Regions from separate parts of the Oryctolagus cuniculus genome. Here region 1 is linked to region 2. Evidence: chromatin contacts called from public Micro-C data. All regions are on one chromosome and are shown on one strand. The core of a region is the stretch at or near the end of the contact, and the rest is flanking DNA. Distances in the headings are between cores, read along the strand shown. Region 1 holds the start of SSR3 (signal sequence receptor subunit 3). Region 2 holds the start of TIPARP (TCDD inducible poly(ADP-ribose) polymerase).

Region 1 (4,025 bases), core at 1,473-3,972, 140 kb after region 2:
AGAAATGTTAAGACTGAAATTCACAAATTAGAATCAGGCTGCTGCAGAATCAAGTCCATCTGGTTTCTTCATAGAGTTGAGCCGTTTGCTCAGATAGAATTACCTAACTCTCCTTCCTTATTTAGCATGTTGTTTATCCTGCTTGTCCAGTGTAATGGCTCGACTTATATACGCCATAACCTTAGATCCTGGTGCTCTTTAAAAGGAAGTAGTTAGTTTGGGTGCAAGAAAATGCTACTCCACTGTTTAGTATATTCATCATTGCCCAACATATTTCTCTAATTTGCTCTTATGAAAAAGATTTAAAATTCTTTCTAATGTAGACTATAATCTGTTTATACCTAGAATCCTTAGTTTTACAAAGTGTATACTTGTTTTTTGGACAGGCAGAGTTAGTGAGAGAGAGAGAGAGACAGAGAGAAAGGTCTTCCTTCCGTTGGTTCACCCCCAAATGACCACCATGGCCGGAACTATGCCGATCTGAAGCCAGGATCCAGGTGCTTCCTCCTGGTCTCCCATGCGGGTGCAGGAGCCCAAGCAGCTGGGCCATCCTCCACTGCCTTCCCGGGCCACAGCAGAGAGCTGGACTGGAAGAGGAGCAACCGGGACTAGAACCCAGCGCCCATATGGGATGCCGGCGCCTCAGGCAGAGGATTAACCAAGTGAGCCACGGTGCCGACCCCCAAAGTGTATAAGTTTTATCAGCTAGCTTCTTTTGACCACTTCAATTTTAACATTTTTATCTACTCAACATTTCAAGCTTCTTTCCTATTGTAGCCATGAAATTTTCTTCTCACATTTTTTTAATCTCATCATTATTATGTCTTATTCTCTTCCTTTCCTTTGAAATATACTGATGATTTTTGCCCTTTTTGTAGTTTTCTGATTTTTACCCTTTGTCTTCTTTTTATATTCTTGATTCATAAGTAGCCAGAAGGAAACAGATCCAGAAAGTTCTATTTATGAGTTGGTCATAGATGGAGAAGGGAAAAAAAAATGGTATTGCAATCTATCCTTTTTGAACTACAGCAAATGGGAAAAAAAAAAAAAAAAAGGATGGAACTTACTAAGGTAGGAAACCCTGGAAGAGGAGTGTGTTGTAAGAGAAAGAAGAGTTTTTTTTCCTATTATCATTATGTAGTAAAATAGCATTTTAACAAAATAAAAGACATAAACCCAGATATCTTAAAATAAATATATTTTCTGACATATTCACTAGATGATCTACTTTTACTTTTAACGTTTGCCATTCATTGGTGAAAACTTCTGGACTTTGGGAATACAAAGTTACTTGAGAAGTTCGTGGGAAGATGAATTAAAAAATAATGTGTACTCTCTGTGAACTTTTTGAAGACTTTTCCTAAGCGTGGTAGAATAAGGAAAGGATTTATACTTCAGGAAAACTCACTTTGGTACTTTGCAGAGAATCAGCTGAAAAAGATTGAAGATGGAAAGCTCAATTAGGAGGAAGGCCATGGAGATCGATTACGATTTGGAAAAGGTGAGGAGAAAGTTATCTACAAACCTGCTGATCGGGGCAGCTGGAGATTGAGCAAGTTTTGCCTGACTTGCCAGGATGTTTGGGTGTTATCAGTGAAGCAAAGAACCATTGGCAGAGATTGATGTGGCTGAGTATTCTTTTCTGAATAAAAGGTGATCATCCGAGGAGTTAAAAATGGCAGTGGCAGTATTAACAGGCATGCCACCACGTTGTCTTTACTTAGTGTTATTTTCTATTTAGCTTGGCAACCCTAAAGGGTTAGTTAAAAGGTCAGTAACAGGGGCCAACACTGTGGCAGAGCGGTTGAAGCCACTGCCTGCATTGCCAGCATCCCATAGGGGAGCCGGCTTAGTCCTGGCTGCTCCACCTCTGATCCAGCTCTCTGCTGTGGCCTGGGAAAGCAGTGTTCCCTGGCCTGGATAATAAGTGTTCCCATGTGGGAACACCCAGAAGAAGCTTCTGGCTCCTGACTTCGGATCTGCGCAGCTCTAGACGTTGCGGCCAACTGGGGAGTGAACCAGCGGATGGAAGACACCTCTCTCTGCCTCTCTTTTTCTCTCTGTGTAGCTTTGACTTTTCAAATGAATAAATTAATCTTTAAAAAATCAGTAATAAAATACTAGGAATTTGTAAGTGTATTCGAATGGGCTGTTTTCTTTTTCCCTCAGAAGTAGCCCGTTATTTCGATGCAAATAACGCCACACTTCGGAGACCAGCCCTGCCAGTCACCCACCCGTAAGCTCTCCATCTGCGATGGGGTGAACGATATGCAGCCAAGATTCATGAAGGTAGTTAACGCAATAGCGGAGGTGTAAAGGAGGAGAAATCCTACACGTGCTACCTATCCCTTTTTCCTCCTCCAATGCCCCCAGTGCTGGGCGCACACAGAGTACATTAAACATATGCACGCTGAATGAATGAATGAGTACTACCCGGTCAGAAGAGCTTTTATTTGGGATTTCTGAACCTTCGGATCGTGTGAGTCTGTCAATAGCCGTGATGTGGCATGCCAATAAAGTTTTGTCATTTTTTAAAAAGCACACATTAAACTACAAATCCCTTCCTTCTCTTCGGCTAGACGCGTCCCGTGGCTGGTCAGGCCTACGGAAGTCTGGCCCGCTCGCCCAATCACGCAGGAAAGCCTACGGAGTGACAGCAGGCCGACCAATCCTGGGGAGACTGTCCCCGCGCCGCGCAGGGTCCCGCCTCCACGCGCGGCGCTGACGGGTCGCTAGCGGATACGGCGGCCGCGGGGGCGGGGCCAGAGGCCTCGGCCCGGTTTCCCGTCCCGCTCGGCCTTCCCAGGTCTCGGCTCCTGCTCCGCCATGGCTCCCAAAGGCGGCTCCAAGCAACAGTCCGAGGAGGACCTGCTCCTGCAGGATTTCAGCCGCAACCTGTCGGCCAAGTCCTCCGCGCTGTTCTTCGGGAACGCGTTCATCGTGTCCGCCATCCCCATCTGTGAGTGCTTGGAGCGAGGCGGGCCGGGGAGGCCGCGGCGGGTCGGGCTGGGCGGGAACGTGGCAGGGCGCGGCGGACCCGTGAGGCCCGAGCTCTTCCTGGCTCCGTGCGGCTCTGGGCCTCGGAGTTCTCGTAAGAGGCTGTGGTTGTGCTGCAACACAGGGAAGTCGCTCGCGGCGCTTTGGAGAAGCGCGCCCGTTGCGGGACCCACCCCTGGAGGTTGTGATTCACGCGTCCCGGGATGGCAGATCCGAGTCTGCGTTTAAACAGACGCCCGCCGGGGGTTTACGGTGCCGTCACTCAAGCGTATCGCCTGCTGCCCTTTGGCACACTGCGGGCGCTGCCTATTTTGGGGAGGCTCACGGAGTGGGCCAGACACCCATCGCGTAACCCTGGCAAGTCACTTCGAGGTGTGTCCTTTCGAGCACCGCTCCACACCGCCGAGCATCGTTTTCCTGATTCGCAAAATAAGACAGGTTGGCCTTGGTCAGACCTTTTGGTAATCCTGTGAGAGCAATTAGAGAGTTCTCACTTGGATGAGTAGCGGTTTGCAGCCTCGGCCTGGGTCATTTTTAGAGCTCAGAGTTCCCGAGTTTCCATTTCCCATCTCGCACTCGTGCCCTGTTTTTGGGCAATCGAATGCAAATGTATCTTCTTCTTCGGCCTTCTAAAACTGAGCGTGCCATGACGGTAGCCTGGAGCCCCGTGGCTTCCTGGCGCAACCAAGCATTGCCCTGATTTCAGATAACAGCCACGTCAGCAAGTGAATGGATGGTTTGAGACCGCACGTGGCTTTTTGGAATGTCCTGAATTTAGACAAATAAATGCCCCTTCGAATGCAATTGGCGGTCTTATGATTTTTGTTGAGCCAGAGTTTGTTCTGATTTTCAAAGAAGCTGAAATTTTATCTGGACGAGGAATAGGAAGTTTATGTTTTTCAAGCGATTGGAATTGGGAAAGCTGGAGTTTGTTGCTGGATGTCTCACTTCTGAAGATCCTCAGATACTGTAGGATTCCCTAAGTCTGACTGCGTTTTTCCAGGCTTAGCATAACGTAATTCAGGAGG
Region 2 (4,258 bases), core at 1,468-3,967:
GTCTTTGGCATTTACTGTGGACTTAATGTACAACAGTTTATAATTCCTCTGGTGTATGGATTTTTACCATAAGGCTAGAAAGAAGTAGGGGGTGAGAAATGTTGAGGTAGAAGTAACTGTTAAATGATGACAGAAGGGAAACCACATCTCTACTCAGCTTTGTGGTTTTCTGCACAGTTGTTTATGTTATCACCTGTCTCGTGAGTTGACAAAAACTTAGTTTTTGTGGGGGGAAAAAAAGTTCACCACCAAATAAAAGATAAACTTCAGAGTTAATTAGTAAGTGAACCTGAGATGTGAGGCTATACATAGGAAACAGGGGCTCTCAACTGAAATGTTATATGAGAGAAAGCCAGGAGTCTGTTAATTATTTCTATATTGAGAAAGTTCCAGTATATTCCAACAATGTTACGGGCTACACCTGCAATCCCCAAAAAACATTACCACTACTGAAGGACTATCATTCTTATCATCAGCAACAACCTGAACACTGTCAAAAGGCAAATACAACTAAATAAAGGGCCCTCCTAGTCTCTGTCTTCATAAAAGTTATGCAGGTACATGCTTTAAAGAAAGCACATGAAAGTAGATTCTAGAAAAATGAAACTAAAGTATAAGATACTCATACACACAAATACTAAAAAAGTTCTTCCAAGAATCAAAAAACCTTGAAAAAAACCCTAAAATTAGAAAATATTTACTGAGATTGTACCAAGTAACAAAGGATGGTGACTGGCAATTAATCCTCTTTTGTCCAACAGAGTGAAAGAGTTATTTGATGCAAGAACCCATGATTTAATCAAGCATTCACCCTAGGTGCCTGATACAGTGCTCAGCACAATGCAGACATTGCGTATTCCATAATATCCATAATTTGTTGGCTTACTGAAGAAAAGGCATTAAATGCTTAGTTCTTTGCTGTTTATGGGTTAACAAAAAATAAAATCAAATCCCCAGGAAAACGAGCATTAAAGATCTAACTGGAGACGTTCATAAAGCTATGTGTAAAAAGAGCGTAATAATATTCAGAAAAATAAAACAGTATATAACAAACTATCAGTACACATGGTAAGCACAAAAGGAAAAGGCAGAAATAGGAGAGAGCGGTGTGAGCTGGCATTATTAGGGAAAGCTTCACGAAGGAGGGATCTGACATGAGACATAAATCAACTGGAAAGCAGCCAAGCCAGGCGTTATTATTCATCATTCGGTGCTCTTGCCTCAAGGCACAATTGGCACAGATTGTGGTATTCCCTCTCCACCACACCAAACCGGCCTGTGCCTTCCCCCACGCACACCACAAACTAAACCACTCCTATCACACCCAATCAAGGCAGAGCAGCCACTAAAGCAATTTTACTTAGACGTGCACGCGCGCGCGCGCACACGCGCACACACACACACACACACACACACACACACACACGCCCGCACACACACACCAACTTTTCCTGTTCTTGCCCCTTGTCAAACTCGGAAACAAAACTGGGGAGAAGAAGAGAGAACTCGAGTAGTTCCTCAATTAGTTTGCATAACAGAAAAATAAAGATTGGAAGGGCACTTCCTCCAGGGCCCCGCTGCAGGCGACACACCGCGCCACCTCTCACCTCGTGACGCCCATCACACCTTCCATGGAAACCGCCCGCCGCCGCGCGACTCCCGGGCGCCAGCTCGGGTCCGAGCGACGCCTCCTGCCGGCCGCGGCGGTTGGCGCAGCTCGGGGCCCCGAGGCGCCGCCGCTCCGCGCCACGGTGCAGAGGCGCCGCCGGGTCCCGCAATCCCTGGGGTCCCGCGGAGCGTTCCCGCCCCGACAGACGCCCGGGCGCCCCCCACCCCTCAACCAACTTCGAGCCCCGGCGTCCCCGCATCCCCCTCTCCCGGCGCCTTCCACACTGAATTCCGGCTGCACCTCCCGAGGAGCGTCCTGCGACTCCCGGGGGGCTCGCCCAACTCAGCCGCCAAGCGGCCAAGCGAGCGCGGCGGCCGGCTCGCGGGCGGCGAAGCCGAAAAAGTTCACGCGAAAGCCGCCTGCAAACTTCTGGGCTGCAGCCCGGAGCGCGGGGTGCCCGGAAGGCTCCCGCAGCCGCCGCGCCCTCCCCCGGGGCTGCGAAGGGTTCCTCCGCGCCTCAGAGTGCCAGGGTCTGCCCGCAAAGACGCGCCCCAGCCCGCCCGCCCGCCCGCCCTGACGGGCAGGGGCAGACTCTGGCGACCCCGACTAAATCTTCAGCGTCTAAAATCTCCAGCGTCCCATTAGTACACCTGCCAAAGGCTCTGGGTGTGTAAGACGACTTAGAAGTGTAAACGAATCCCACCCTGATACTGACGGGATCGGATCCGAGGGAATTCGGTACAAAGACAGTCTAAAAACCAATTAGCCCGATCTGCCAGAGCCCGGCACTCTCCCGGCGGGGGACCGGGGCCGCGAGGCCAGCGCCCGCCATCCCGACTAGGGTCCCTCGTCCCCTCAGAGCCCACCCGGCGCCCCTTACCTGAACGGGCAGGCTGAGAAAACGGACGTCCAGAGCAGCGTCCGCGCCAGGGGTCGGCACGGAGACGGGTGCCGGCGTCTAGGGGTCGCAGGCTGGCGAAGCGGCGAGCCGCGCACGGGCCATTCCGCCGCCGCGAGCGCAGAAAGGCTGGACCGCGCTCCCGTTCCAGATCGCTCGCCTGTCACCTCGAGCTCTGCTTTAAGTGGCTTCCGGTCGCCTCCTCCCGGCGGCCCCGTCGCGGAGGCGGAGCCTGGGCGGCGGGGGGTGGGGTGGGGTGAGGGGGCCGGGCGCTCAGTGGGTGCCAGGAAGAGGAGGCCCGCCCCCCGCGCGCGCGTGCGCGCTCGCTCGCTCGCTCGCGGGGTGGCGCGGGGGTGTGCGTGCTGCGGCCCTGTGCTCCCGCGAGGGGGCGTGTCCCTTCGCGGGCCGGCGGGGTCCTGCAGGGTCCGCGTCTACGCGCGCCGAGGAGCGCGGGCTGGGAGGGCAGGAGGCGCGCGCTACGTGGGGCGGGCTCCACCTGCCTGCGGACAGATGGAGGGTCACTTTGTTCCAAGTAGACCTGGGCACCCGATGTGAGGGAGGATGTGAAACGGAACGACCCGTTTCGGTGCGGTTGGCTTTGTTTATTTGCCTCCACACGAGACGCTCCCAGCCACGGACGCCGCCCGACCCAGAAAGGAGGCAAACGGCTGCCACCGCGGCTGCCGCCAGACGGGGTCGCCTGCCCCGCGCCGGTTGGGCGGGACGGGCTGCGCAGTATAGCTTAGGGCGTTTGACCGTGGAAGCGCGTTTACGTGTGTTTTCAGGCCCACACACACCATACGGACTTAGTTACTCATTTAACGAACATGTTCCGTCAGAGCGCCAGTTACGGGCCGGGCAAGGCCCCGAAGCGCCCGGGCCCCGTGCCTGGCCTCAGGGCGCTAGCGGAGCACCCAGGGGTCACCGAACTGTACACCGAGTGTGAAATAGCCATTTTTTCTGGATTGTAAAATTCTTTGAAGTGTAACTCCGCGTATTGTATACATTTTCGGTGGTGAGGAAAGAAACACTACATTAAGTTAATATAATTCCTATATATAAATATATATTTAAAATGGGGAGGGATGAGCGCGGGTCAGGGTATCCTGGTAATCCCAGACAGGGATTAATAGGAAAAATCGGGACTTTAGAGGGAACGATGATAGGAACACGGTTCCAAGCCTTTAGTACCCTGTTCTAAATCAGCCTAGGTAGGAACACCAGCGAGGAGTAAAGGGTGGTACCTCCCAGCAGGTTTATTTCAAGTCCATCAAGATAAAACTAAGGTGGAGTTGATGGGGTAGAATTCAGAGGCCGATTGGTTAAAAAACAAGCATCCTTAGCTTTCAAAACTGTATCGAGAAAAGATCTTGATCTGTGACTACTCATACATAGAATTCCCTAGAAGCAAATATTTAAGTTTACCATCTTACTGTTTGCTTTCAATTTGTCTCCGCTGTTTTGTTCCTTTACTTTTCTTTCCTGCCTTCCTTTGGAATTTTTAATTCCATTCTCTTCTAACAAATAGATTGTTACATGTTCTTTATTGTTTTGGTAGTGGTTCAGTTATTTGTTGCTGTGTCCAAACCAAAAACGGAACAACTTAAACCAATAATCCTTATATTTGCTCATGATTCTGAATTGTCTGGCTCAGGAATTCAGTCAGGGCATACTACAAGTGGTTGATCCCTGCTCCACCATGTCTGGGGTGTTGATTAGGGTGTCTCAGATGGCCAGGCTAGGATGGCTCA

What was found. Hi-C and Micro-C count contacts between places; a contact is called where the count stands out from the background.
Region 1: a Micro-C map of ear pinna shows a contact between it and region 2, with 5 times the contacts expected there. The contact joins the promoter of SSR3 here to the promoter of TIPARP in region 2. A contact is called at or near these places in 5 of 6 Hi-C or Micro-C datasets (ear pinna, embryonic fibroblasts, psoas muscle and 2 more).

Annotation. Positions count from the first base shown.
Region 1 is chr4:124,338,415-124,342,439 of mOryCun1.1, forward strand. SSR3 (signal sequence receptor subunit 3) reads left to right here and starts at 2,723. Exons shown (of 5, transcript XM_002716322.5): 1 at 2,723-2,959. The coding sequence starts at 2,827.
Region 2 is chr4:124,199,831-124,204,088 of mOryCun1.1, forward strand. It overlaps TIPARP (TCDD inducible poly(ADP-ribose) polymerase), which reads right to left and starts at 2,718. Exons shown (of 6, transcript XM_002716323.5): 1 at 2,490-2,718.